2 separate regions of the Rattus norvegicus genome follow, and region 1 is linked to region 2. A link is a contact called in public HiChIP or PLAC-seq data. All regions are on one chromosome and are shown on one strand. The core of a region is the stretch at or near the end of the contact, and the rest is flanking DNA. Distances in the headings are between cores, read along the strand shown. Region 1 holds the start of Bag1 (BAG cochaperone 1). Region 2 holds the start of Smu1 (SMU1, DNA replication regulator and spliceosomal factor).

The links. HiChIP or PLAC-seq counts read pairs in DNA pulled down with a chosen protein or histone mark.
Region 1: an H3K27ac HiChIP or PLAC-seq map of oligodendrocytes shows a contact between it and region 2, with 4 times the contacts expected there. The contact joins the promoter of Bag1 here to the promoter of Smu1 in region 2. A contact is called at or near these places in 4 of 12 Hi-C or Micro-C datasets (the A7r5 cell line, the Rat2 cell line, Schwann cells and 1 more) and 1 of 1 datasets of contacts at active chromatin or transcription factors (oligodendrocytes).

Annotation. Positions count from the first base shown.
Region 1 is chr5:60,873,101-60,879,777 of GRCr8, forward strand. Bag1 (BAG cochaperone 1) reads right to left here and starts at 3,959. Exons shown (of 7, transcript NM_001106647.3): 1 at 3,419-3,959; 2 at 1,625-1,753. The coding sequence starts at 3,908. It overlaps Chmp5 (charged multivesicular body protein 5), which reads left to right and starts at 4,269. Exons shown (of 8, transcript NM_001025410.1): 1 at 4,269-4,378; 2 at 5,152-5,256; 3 at 6,060-6,106. The coding sequence starts at 4,310.
Region 2 is chr5:60,669,990-60,676,919 of GRCr8, forward strand. Smu1 (SMU1, DNA replication regulator and spliceosomal factor) reads right to left here and starts at 1,262. Exons shown (of 12, transcript NM_057195.1): 1 at 1,212-1,262. The coding sequence starts at 1,237.

The sequences.
Region 1 (6,677 bases), core at 2,709-5,208, 210 kb after region 2:
AGCTTCGCTTCTTTCCTTTCTCCTTCCTTCTCCTTTCCCTCCATGCTTCCCCACTCCCTTCTCTCTGACAGAGCCTGACTCTATTGCCCCAGTTGGCATGGAGCTGGTCTTAGTTTCCAGAATCCTGGGGTTATGGGCGTGTGCTGCAACACTCAGTTTTGAAAGGTAAAATTCAAATTCGGGAATTGAATGTTTCAAAAAGAAAAAGACACAGGGCCTGACAGTGTATATTACACAGCCAGTTCCAAGACAGCTTGGGCTGTAAGAACCCACCACTCTCCCACCCAGGAAAAAAAAGGCAAAGATCTATATAGTACGAAATACAACTAAAAATGCTATAACTCCAGTCAAAAGCTCTACCACTGCCATAATGCTTGTTATTAAATTCTTTACAGTGACGGAAACCTAACGAGATGGATCCAGGCCTATCACGAGCCAAAATACTGGGTTCCTATGGTAGTAAGAAGGCAGAAGCTAGGTGGGGAGGAGCCAGTGCCTCAGCACCATTGACATCATTTGATGTACTCTGCCCATCCGGGCTCCCACTCCATTTGCTTGAAACCTCTCTAATCAGCACAGTGACAAGTACCAGCAACAGCAGGATCTCTGTTATCATACAACAGAAATTGAACAGTAGGCAACTTCACAGTAACTTCAACGCTCCTGCAGAAGTAGTAGGAAACACATGAACATACAATGAAGAAAGGATTCTAGCCAGAGAAAACTGTCCATATATTTCCTCAAAAATCTTGACAATTAGGCTGGGGAGATGGCTCATTGGTTAAGACTGTTTTTCCAGAGGTCCTGAGTTCAATTTCCAGCAACCGCATGGTGTCTCACAGCCACCTGTAATGAGATCCGATGCCCTCTTCTGGTACATCTGAGAACAGCTACAGTGCACTCATAAATTATTTTTCTAAAAAAATCTTGACAATTCTGTCGCCATGTTACTTCGGATCTGATGTTCATCCAGATTTTGCAAAGTCTAGTGTAGAGTAGTTCCTTAACAAGTTGAACAGACAAATGAAAGAAAACGGTTCTGGTTTGAACACTGGAAGACAGGGGCTGGAGAAATGGCTCAGTGGTTAAGAGCACTTGCTGCTCTTGCAGAGGACCAGGCTCCAGCACTCACATGGTGGCTCAGAACCCTCTAGAATCCTAGTTCCAGAGGAGCTGACATCCTCTCCCAGTCTTCCTGGACACGGCACACACGGTACACAGACACGTAAGCAGGCAAAACATTCACTCACACACATTAAACTGAAAGTCACCATCAGGTTTAAAAGCAGTTTAAAAATCCGCCCTTTGGGGCTGGGGATTTAGCTCAGTGGTAGAGCGCTTGCCTAGGAAGCACAAGGCCCTGGGTTCGGTCCCCAGCTCCGAAAAAAAAGAACCAAAAAAAAAAAAAAAAAATCCGCCCTTTGCAGGAAGGGACTTTAACCCCAGCACTCCCAGAAGCAGAGGCAGGAGGATCCCTGAGAGTTCAAGGCCAGCCTGGTCTACAGATTGAGTTCTAGGACAGCCAGGGCTACACAGAGCAACACTGTCATGAAAAAACTAATAAATAAAATAAAATAAAAAAGTTCTTTAGCCATAAGTACTCAAGATGAATGAGAACACCTACCCTTAAATATGAGCTTCTGAAAAGGTAGTGGAACTCCTGTGGCCTCTTCAACAAGCTGAGCCAGGTCTTGGACAATTGGCTCACTGTTACCTTGCTGTGGGGTAACAAGAAGGTCATACCTCTCATTGCCTGGAGAAAGAAAAGCATTCAGTGAAGACAGCTCTTTCCCATAAGCCTAAATATAAGCTGCTGCTTTCTTATGGAGCTGAGGACTGAATTCAGCCAGGCAGAAGATGCTGATCACATGTCCAGAAGCATATACTGGGAATCGGCACGCTCTACCAAAAAGACCTGACTCTGGAGGGGAGAGCTTGGTTGTGCTCAGAGTCCAAGCGTTGTCAGGTTACCCAAGTTAGGGTCACACTTGCCTCTACCCATAGACTACCTATTACAAAGCTTGTCTTTGTGACCTTCCTGAGGGTTTGCTTCCTCTAACATAAAAATGCTATTTCAATGATGGCTGACTCCTTAAGCAACTATACACAATAAACTGTACAAGACTCGTTCTGTGCACAATCTCAAAACACTCAGGACACTGTTATAAAGCAGCAATGAGTCTAATTAAGACTCTCTCGGGGAAACCTTCAACCGTTGAGCTGTTGAGTCAGAATTTGACCTCAGCATCCAGCTGGTTCCAAAGCCCACACTTTTCCATCACAAGTTGCCTGCCTCCTGTGGCCTGGCTGTCCTATTGTCTCTGTGGCATTAGTCTTGTTTACCCTGATGTCACCAGCAAGGGGCTGTTTTCCTCCAAGTCTTTCATAGTGGGCACACCTAAGTACAACATAGTTAATGCTCAGTAAAGATAAGTGAATGAAACCAATCAAATGACAGAGGGCTTTTTTGTTTTGTTTTGTTTTGTTTTGAATTGTTTACCAATTCTTTCTAAGTAAGTGGAGTGCAAGTCTACCTTTAGACTGCTCTCCTTGACAGTCAAGGGTCAGAAGGAGCCCTAGTTCTCTAGCTGTGCTTCACAGACCAGAAATCAAGAGGCTTGGGCTGGAGAGATAGCTCAGTGATTAAGAGCACTGACTGCTCTCTTCCAGAGGTCCTGAGTTCAAATCCCAGCAACCACATGATGGCTCACAACCACCTGTAATGAGATCTGGTGCCCTCTTCTGGTGTGTCTGAAGACAGCCACAGTGTACTTATATATAATAAGTAAGTAAATCTTAAAAAAAAGAAAAGAAATCGAGAGAGAGAAAGAGAGACAGAGAGAGAGACAGAGAGAGAGAGAGAGAGAGAGAGAGAGAGAGAGACAGAGAGAGAGAGAGAGACAGAGAGAGAGTGTGCTAGCTCATCTCAAACTGCTGGATATAGAACCACGGTTTAATGGCAAAGTTTGTTAGTCTTTCCTGACTGACTCTAAGGAAATCTCAAGGTTTCAGCTTTCTCGTGTACTTCCCAAAGTTTTTAGTTCTGTGTTGATTTAGCCAGGTGTCCAGAAAATAACTCTTGGACTCGTGGCCCATTGAACCTGTGGTTCTATGACAGCCGGATCCAGCACCAAGTTTGTACTCTCTACAGGAATGGATGTCCGGAACCACTTAAGTTCTACACACAAGAAGGCCTAATACGAGCCTGACACAAAGACTCGCGATTACTCACACACTGAACTTTACTTCCATTTAGAGGATCCAATAAGTGTCCTAGGACATAACAAACCGGCCACACTGAAATATGTCCTGACACCAGCCTTAAGCCAAAACATTCCCATGTTTTCTTTCCCCAGGACTACACGTGGCCAAACCCACAGATCCCAATCCGATCTACGGAACCCTCCTTGGCGCTCACTGTGGGTGACGACCACGCTGAGTGTGGGTGGTTCCATTTCCTCCGTCTGGACCATCTCCTCGGTCTGGGCCATGTTCTCGGTCTGGGTCACCTCTTCCGCTACCGTAATCTCCTCGGTCTGGGTCGCCTCCTCGATCGTGGTCACCTCCTCTACTTGGGTCGCCTCCTGGGTCCCGGTCACTTTCTTGCTGCGGGTCAACTTCTTACTTCTAGTCAACTCCTTGCTGTGAGCTACCTTCTCGCTCTGAGAAGAGCGGGGCCGGACTTTCTTCTTCACCCGCGGCTTGCAAGCGCCGGAGGCGGCGCCCCTGGTGGATCGGTCATGCCCGCTGGCTGCACTGCGGACAGATGAACGCTGAGAGGGAGGCAAGCCACGCTCGGCCCGGGACTCCGACTGGCGCGTCTCCCGGGCCGACCGAGGGGCGCGCAGCCGGGGTCCCAGCGGCTCCTGGTCGCCTCGCGGTCGCCGCGCGCCGCCGCGATCCGCCAGGCCCGCGTTTGTTCACGGAGCAGCGGAGGCAACGGGGCGCGCAGTCTTGCAACCCCGCCCCACTACTCACCAGTTCCGCCCCATCTACTCGCCACGCCCTCGGAATGACTCCTGCTTCAGGCCCCGCCCTATCCGCCCAGCCGCGTCTAAGCCCCACCCACTCCGCCAAGGCACCGCCCTATCCTTCCTCATAAGCCCCACCTCCAGAAGTCTTTCCACCTCTCCCAGAGCTCCGCGCTCCTTCTCCGGAAGGAGGAGCTGAAAACCCGGAAAAAGGATCGGGAAACTCCAGCGAGTACTCTGCGCTTGCGCATGGGGGGGGCCGGAAATTGAAACCGGAGCGACTACGCTTCCGTTTCTGGTATTTCTCCAGTGTTTGGGTTTCCTCGCCGCCGGCCGAGATGAACCGATTCTTCGGAAAAGCGAAACCCAAGGCTCCGCCACCTAGCCTGACTGACTGCATTGGGACGGTGGGCATTTGAATTTGTATACCTCTGACACTCCGACCCACCTATTCCGAATTCGTACTCCACCCCATTCCTGGTTCGGGCCCATTAAACCTCAGTCTTCTTCCCCATCCCTGTCATCCCTGTTTTCCAGGTCATTCCTGACCCCACAAACCAGACACTCTAATCTCATCATTCTCTCATCCTTACTGCACTTAGCTCTTTCCGCTGCCCACTGTGCCCCACCCCTTTCTCGCTTTGGTCCTCACATTTCAACCTACCTTTCCTAGGTCACTACGCCCCCTTTCGTCTAACCTGGCCTTTTAAAAATCTTTTTTTTTTTCATTCCTCTTTCCTTGCCCATGTCAGGGTTAATATAGCTGTACCTTAGTTCTGAATCTGAGTAGCACAAAATTCTGAATCTTGGCCCCTCCAGATGAAACCTGATCTCGGAGATGGCATTAGATCTCACCATAGCCTGTGTTGATTGCTTCATTTTACACACCTTCATGCTGAGTCCCAAACTGACTAGTCTCCCACTTGGGAAATCTCAACCAGCCGAGCGATTCCTAAATTGTTTTCCTCTGCCATATCAGAATCTGGGAGGTGGGAGAGAGTTTATGAAAACCCTCCAATGGTCCTGGATGGAATTCCCCACCCTTAAGAAAACCACTATTTTCTGCCTTTTGCTCTATTGCTCCTTTTGTTTTCTTTTCTATATTCCTTCCTCTTCTCCTGCCCCTTTTTGTGTAAACATATTATAATAATTACCACTACATGTGACATTTTCCTCTAAGGTGGATAGCAGGGCAGAATCCATTGACAAAAAGATTTCCCGGTTGGATGCTGAACTGGTGAAATATAAGGACCAAATCAAGAAGATGAGAGAGGGTCCTGCTAAGGTAAGGTTGGTGACAACTGTTGTAGGAAGTACTGTGTAGGGAATGCTGAAGGATACAAAAAAAAATTTTTTTTTCACACAGTCTGGTAAAGAGAAAATACCTATTCTTCAGGGAACAGAGAGTGCAGCCATAATTCAAGAGGGAGGCTGGGTTTTAATGTGGAAGGTAGAAGGTGCTGATCACAGGTACTGGGAATCAGCACACTCTACCGAAAGGACCTGACTCTGGAGGGGAGAGCTTGGTTGTGCTCAGAGTCCGGGTGTGTCAGGTTACCCAGGTTAGGAGAGATAACATGTAAGGTCAGTGCTCTAATACTGTCACTACTTAATAGACTGTGGATATATAGCTGTCTTGTTTTTTTTTTTTTTCCACTTCCATAGCTTATTAACAGTATGAACCAAGGATGGTGTAGAGGTCCTCAGATTCTGAAAGGGAGAGGTTGGATAGCTGCTGTAAATTGTTTCTAACATGAGGACACGATAGTGGTTGAACATGTTATATTTATATGGAAAGCAACTGGTTATACACAGTGTGTGTTGTTGGGGTGGAAGTGGAAATAAAATGCCTAGGAAAAGGAAGAGGAATTCAGGGTACAGAGAGTGGGGTGCAAAGGGCGCTGAGACATACCAACTGGGCCTTAGCATTATCTGCGCTCGAAGCTTGAAGAAGAAGAGTAGATTCAAGGAGCCTCTGTGTCTGCCATTTTGAAAAAGAAACAAGTAGCTGTATGGGTCTGAGTACATGGGAGACTTCTTTTGACGTCTGGGTCCCCCTGTTTTAATTACGTCTGTTTTTCTCCTCAGAACATGGTCAAACAGAAAGCCCTGAGGGTTTTAAAGCAAAAACGGATGTAAGTCACATGCACCATCTCCTTTCTAAGAGCAGTTTGAAATCACAAAGGGAAGGGGCCTTCCATTCTTTCTGGCTTTCATATTGTTTTCTAAGTATTCTTGGTTTCATGACAAATTTGCAAAAGCTTCGAGTACTTAACGTTATCAACTTAAGTAGCCATATAGTATTATTTCAGCTGGCAAGGTCAATATGGTTTGGTTTTTCTGTTGTTTACTTGGTTTGGTTTGTAAAGTTAGGAGCGCAGAGTATTCATTCTCTCTCTCTAGAATAAATGTAAAGGTTCACAACTTATTTTCAATTACTATGACCCAGTGCTTGTGCAAAACCCAATTACTGTGGACTGCTCGGCCTGTGAGATCATCCACGGAGTTTAGATGCAAGGCATAATCAGCTTGTAGCAAACTGGGGAAATTGTTGATGACTTGGTTTCAATTTTAAAATGATATTGTAACAATCAGATGTTGTCTTTTTTTTATTATTATTATTATTATTAAATCACACTGGAAAAAAGCTAGTAGTGCCTAGAGTAGCCAGCATGTATTACAGCTATTGCCTTCTTGGTGGCAATT
Region 2 (6,930 bases), core at 12-2,511:
GAGGCCAGCCTAGTCTACAGACAGAGCGAGTTCCAAGACACAGAGAAACTCTGCCTCCAAAGATTTTTTTAATTAATTAAGTCATCTAAATTGCTGAAGGAAAATTTGGTCCATTAAAAAATGACAACAAGCAGAGCAGAGATGGTAGCCACCTTGAGTCTCTGGTAGACACCAGGAGGAATAGCTGCCTCACAGGCAGGCTGGGAAACTGGCGACACACCAGCAGCGCCGAGGGAGGGGTGGCTGGCAGAGGAAAACCAGCATTCTGGAGGCAGAGACAGCGAGAAAGGTGGGTCTCTTAAGTTCAAGGCCAGCCTGGTCTACAGAGTGAGTTCCAGAACAGCCAGGGCTACACAGAGAAACCATCTCAAAACAACAACAAACTAATAGTAACAATAACATATGAACATGCAGTTCATATAGAAGGGTATTCCAGGCTCAAAGATTGGTCATTAAGGCTATTATTAGGCCGTCCCCAAAGTAAAAAATCCTTTGCCGTTCCTGACCTGACTTAAGTTAGACCTTCCAACAGTGTTTGTCACTCTTTGTTTTATCTTTCTACACACTGACCATCTGCTACTGTTCATATTTTGCTTACTGTTTTTGTCTATTGTCTGCCTTCCTCAATCAAAGCATACATTCATTTCAGAAAGTAAAAGGCGGTGAGTGAAGTCCTGGTGAGTCCAAGAGAGCCTCTTCAATCAGTCACTCCCCGCCCACCTGGCTCCTCATCGCCCCCGCCTTCGCTAAGTATCATTCTTTGGACCCAATATTCAAATTCTCTATGTCCACACAGAGGTTCTCTATATACAAGTTGCAAACCTAAACACGACACCACACTAGATCTGATCAGATAGGAGAAGCAACCAAGAGACTTTAGGGTAACTGGTGCTTGGACCAGGAGGAAGAGTTGCCTCACAGGAAGGCTGGGGGACTGGCGACACACTGGCAGCGCCAAGGGAGGGCTGGCTGGCAGAGGAAAACACAGCAGTCAGATGTGCTCGGTGTTCCCCTGCACAGCCCCACGCCGCAGCCCAGGGGTTCCAGGGCCCTCCCCATGGCTGATTTCTCGCGGGCCCCCCCGAAGAGGAAGCCAACCCGGAAAGTGCTTGAAGGCCGCAGCCTCCGGCGCGCAGCCTCCTCCGACGCCCTCCCGAGCACCCTCCACCCTACGCGACGCCACGCCGCGAACACGCCACGGCAGGACTCACTCGGAAGACTCGATTTCGATCGACATAGCGGTAACGCTCCGGGTCTAGGCCCCACTCAGCACACAGCCGGTCGCACAACACCGCGCGACACCTCCGGCGGCCGCGCTACGTCACTTCCGCTCCGCTAGGGTCTAAAGGGCGAAGAAAGGCTACGCAGAGATGGGCGGTGCGTGAGGTATGGTGCCTTGCGTGTTTGTCAGAAGTCTTGTGAGGCTGGAGAGAGCGCTCAGAAAGTACGGGGATCTGCGGCTGAACCTGGCCTATGGGTTTCGCAAACACACCACCGACTCTTTCTATAGCCTTGACTGTCCCGGTTCTCAGAAATCCGCCTTCCTCTGCCTCCCTAGCGCTAGGATTAAAGGTGTGCGCTATCGTGGCCCGCTCCAGCTAAGAATTAAATTGGAAAAACTGCGGTTACGGAAAAAGAAATGTAACCAAATGCAGACTTGAGACTCCTTTCAATATAGACTTTAAATCATACCTTACTGGCGTGGCATGACCTAACTAAGGACAAAGCTCTTTAATGGAGTGCTTACCTAGCAAATCAGACAGGCTGGTTCAATTCCCACATAGTAAAAAAAGTGCATAAAGGCTGGAGAAATAGCTCAGCAGTTAAGAGCACTGACTGATCTTCCAGAGGTCCTGAGTTCAATTCCCAGCAACCACATAGTAGCTCACAACCATCTGTAATGGGATCTGATGCCCTCTTCTGGTGTGTCTGAAGACAGCTATGGTATATATATGATACACTATAGTATTATATATAATTTTATATTATTTACATTATTATTTATATATTATATAAAATAACATTTTTAAAATACATAAATTTTGATGAATTTTATAAGTAAAGGTTAGGGAGAAGGTGGGATGAACATGCAGACCATAGCTGGCTTCAAACTAATTATGTAGTTAAAGATGCCTCTACTTTCCAAGGGCTAGAATTACAGATGTGCATCACTGTGTCTATCTCCAATAAGAACTATTTTAAAATTCTCTTGGTAGTACACACACACTCGCACACATACATGCACATACATACATACATACACACACACACACACACACACACACACACACATACAGTCCAGTGGAAAATCTTGTGAAATTACATATTGAGATAATTTAGGGGTTTCTAATGGCCCTCTTGTCTGTTGCACATGTCTTCCCCACAACTTCTTTACAGTCTCCTTTTTTCCCCCAGCTCTGGGCATCAAAACCAGAACCTTTCAATATAGCCTCTCACATATTGTTTACATTTTCTTTTTTACTTGATTTTTGTTGTGTTGTGTTGTGTTTGTTTTTACATGCAGGATACCTCTGTGTGGCCCTGGCTGTCTTGGAACTTGTTCTGTAGGCCAGGCTGGCCTTGCTGCCTACCTGTTTCCTGAATGCTGGGATTAACAGTGTGCATCATCATGCTTTGGAGAAATTTTAAAAAGAGTAAAGCTAAGTAGAGAAAATGGCACATGCTACTGTAACACTGAACTTGACCTTGGATTAAAGGGGTGTACTGCCCTACCCAGCTCTCTTTCAGTTTTCCAATCACCTATTTCCCATCAACTCTAAAGAACACACTCTCAGCCAGGCAGGGGTGGCACACCCCTTTAATTCCAGCACTGAGGAGACAGAGGCAGGAAGTTCTTTGAGTTCAAGGCCAGCCTGGTCCACAAAGTGAGTTTCAAGACAGACAGAGCTACACTGAGAAACCCTATATCAATAATAAGTATAATGACTTCTGAAATATTCCCATTGTGAGACAACATAGGACTTACTTTTTTCCTTCCTTCCTTCCTTCCTTCCTTCCTTCCTTCCTCCCTTTCTTCCTTCCTTTCTTTGTTTTCTTTTTGTTTTGTTTTCTGAAATTGGGATTCTCTGTCTCCATGGCTATCCTGGAGTGAGTTGATTCTCTCCACCATGAGGAAGAATATTGAAGGGAGTATTACAAAATACTCGAAGGTCCTTGAGCCAAATGCTACTGAGAACACACTGCAGAAATAATCCCTAGGAGAAGTAGTTCCCACAGGCAGGCTGGATGGTGCAGGCCTCCAAGCCCAGGTACTCAGGAAGTGAGGTTGAAAGATCGCAAACTCAAAGCCTTCTCAGGCTACAAGGAATCCTAGGGCAACTTAGTGAATACCTGTCTAAAAATAAAAAGATGGAAAGAGGAACAGGGATATAAGCAGGTGGTAGAACTTGCATAGCGTGTGCAAGGTCCTGGGGTCAATCCTTACTACTTACTACAGAAAAGAAGTAATTCCAAACAAATAATCATATTCTCTTAATTTTTCAATCACTTTAACCTTAGGAGGATCTTTTAGAAGAGAAAATCTCTGTGGTAGCCTTGTAGGAGTCTCTGGAAACTTTACCAAACACAGGATAGGTCCTCAAGAATGCAGAGCTGGCTGCACTTTTATTTTATACTCTAAAACCACAAGGTGGTCTTAAAAGGGTCGCAGTCGACTGGTGTAAGCTTCTGTGATCAAGTTGCTAAGGACAACAACCTGTTGTTAGCCTTTCTACCTTATTCTACTTCATGTCCCTCTTCTTAAGAATCTGTCTTGAAGAAACGGGGTGGTACTCCTGGAATATCATGAGTAGGTGTATTGCTCTCACTCTAGTTTTGATGAACCTGGACAGGGTGTTCAAGATGCAAAGCCGGAATATAAGGCTTCTAACAGTATCATTATAAGAGGCCCCATTAACAGAGACAGCCAGGGTTCCCATGTTGTCCAAATTGTACTCCATTGGCTCTCCTTTGTCCCTCTAGCCTTGATCCTTTTAAATAAGTCTTTGGCATTCTCTTGTGCTATTTTTGGACTGACCAGTATAGTAGAGAGCTGCCTATCTTGAACTCGTTGGATACCTATTGCAGTAGCACTCGAGGTCATGGACCCTGTCATGGCTATTCCTTCTCCTTCTCCTTCTCCTTCTCACTTTATTATATATAAGTACACTGTTGCTGTCTTCAGACACACCAGAAGAGGGCATCAGATCTCATTACAGATGGTTGTGAGCCACCATGTGATTGCTGGGATTTGAACTCATGATCTCTGTGGAAGAAGCCCCCTTCTTTCTTCCTTTCTCTTTCTTTCTTTCTCTCTTTCTTTCTTTCTTCCTTCCTTCCTTCCTTCCTTCCCGTCTGTCTGTCTGTTTTGTTTTGTTTTGTTTTGTTTTGTTTGTTTTTCTTTTTCTTTTTGCTTTTGCTTTTCAAGAGAGGGTTTCAGTGTATAGCCCTGGTTGTCCTGGAACTCATTCTGTAGACCAGGCTGACCTCAAACTCACAGAGTTCTGTCTGATTCCCAAGTGCTGGGATTCCCAAGTACTGGGATGAAAGGCATGCACCACTGCTATTATTTTGATGTGGTCTGATACAGCCCTTTTTATTTCCCACATATTGGTTCTTTCTATGGCCTGAACAGGTGGCTCGGTTAAACATGTACCTTTGTGTTGTTAGCCAGGTTTTGGTTAGCCATTCCAGCGTATAACTCCAGTATAGGTAACTTGCCTTGAACACAGCATGTGCAGGGTAATAACCTAAAGAATGAGTCATCCTCTCTATGGTGTTTCCATATTATTGTCGGCGCCTGCACCGCCAGTGTGTGAGTATCCGGCGTAGGTCTGCGGGATTGAAAGAAAACACATACACAGGTCATCAGTTTTCAGCGAGTGCCACCAAGGCTTTACTGAGATCTCCTTATATACCCCAGGCAAAAGCCAAGGAAAACAAGGCAGGTGAAAATCCCCAACCAGGAAAACAGGAAAAGTCTATGTGGTGAACGTTCCGGCCCAAGCAGGGGCATAAACAACTTCTTAACAACAACAAGCAGGAAGGCTCAGTGGGGAGGAAGGGTGCCATGGAAAATCCCAGCCCCAAATCAGGGGCTAAGAGCAGCTGCTGAGGGTGTAAACAATTTCTTGCTATAGCAGGCTAAAAGGCTCATCGAGGGAGGAGGGAAACACCAAGGTAGGGCCCAACATATTATTCCTCACATTTTCCTCCATAACCATCCTTTGTCCTCTGGCCTCTCTTCCAAAAGCTCTCACCAGCTGGGAGCCCTCCGAAAGGAATCACGATCTGCTTTGCTAGCCTGTGCAGTGCTATTTCAACATGATGAGATCTGAGGCATGACCCAAGACTGACCTTTTCCCAAATAGCAGCACCTGAAGAAGATAAGGCAAAAGTCCCTCTGGAGGGCAGCTAGTTATACTGATGGGTATCTAGGAATCGGAGTTGCCCTGGAACAAGGTGGCACTCCACACTAATTTATGTGACAGAGTCAGAGAGACAAAGTGGGGACTAGTCCAAATGTGGATTCTCGGGTGTGGTGGTTTGAATGAGAATGCCCCCCCACAGGCTCATGTTTGGTTCCCAGTTGATAGACTGTCTAGGAGTTATAGCCTTGTTGGAGGAGGTATGCCCCTGGGGTTGGGCTTTGAGGTTTCAAAAGGCCACAGCAGGCCCACCCAGGCTTTTTCTCTCTCTCAGCCTGTGAATCTGGACGTCAAGCTCTCAGCTACTGCTCCAATGCCATGCCTGCCTGCCTGCCTGCCTGCCTGCCTGCCTGCCTGCCTGCCTGCCTGCCTGCTGCTACCAGCATACTCCCCACAGTGATGGTCATGGACTAACCCTCTGAAAACAGAAGCAAGCCCCTGCTTAAACGCTTCCTTCTATAAGTTGTTTTGGTCATCGTGTTATTCAAAACAAGAGAACAGTAACTAAGACAATGGTGTTGGGGAAGACATCCAGAGGCAGAGTAGGAGCTAAGATATCACCCCTATTTTGAAGCCATTTTGAAGTGGTCAGTTTCAGAAGCTGGCCTAAACTGGCTCACACCGTCTATTCTCGGCTCAGGTCCTTACAGTAGGCATAGTGTATCAATAGTTTGAGACCTGCAACTTCAAGAGCTGAGGAAATGGTAAGGATGAGGCAATTTTTTTATGCCTGGTCAGCCACGTTGTTCAAGAACTGCTAGAGTCATGATCTCAAAATGAGAGCATGCAACTCTAAACAGCACAAATGGCACAAGAAACAGAGAGGTCTGCTTCTTGGCACTGCTGGGCCAGTTTTTAAAGTCCTATTCATTCCCACAGCTCAGCCTCAAGATTGGGGGTGGTACCTTGTGTGCAAGTTCCAAGTTAATCCTACTGCCTGGGACACGTGTTGGATCACCATGCTGACAAGGACGGGTCTGGTATCTGACCCTCCAACTCAATGGGACCCCAAACTGTGGGGTAATTTAGCAGGTCAGGAGGGGGAAACTCATTGGGTCTTCTCTGTGCAGTTGAGAAAAGCTTCCTGCCCAACCTGAAAGGTGGACGCCATAACCAGCAAGTGTCAGTACCTATGGTGGGCTTTGTGTCAGCAAAGTCCATTTGCTCAAATGCCTATGACTCCTGTTTTTGTGTCAGCCTGGAGCCTTGGGTGGCTGCTTGAGATTGTTCTGGACACACCGCCGACAGGCTTAGCTAGCCTGTTGAGTCAGCACTGGCAACCTGGAGATCACCAAATATCTTCACAGCAACTCTTGCAGGGAAGTTCTCTTCCAGGTGGAGTCTCTGGACTTGTTGTTTGCCTATGGGGTGATCATCCAGCCCTCCTGATTCTCAGTAGCCCCCTTCATTGGTTGCCCCTGTTCCTTCTTCTGGTTTATATGAGGGCAGCTCTGGGAGCATCAGGAGTGTAAATGTTCTGGGGATAATAGGAGAGCATCGCAGA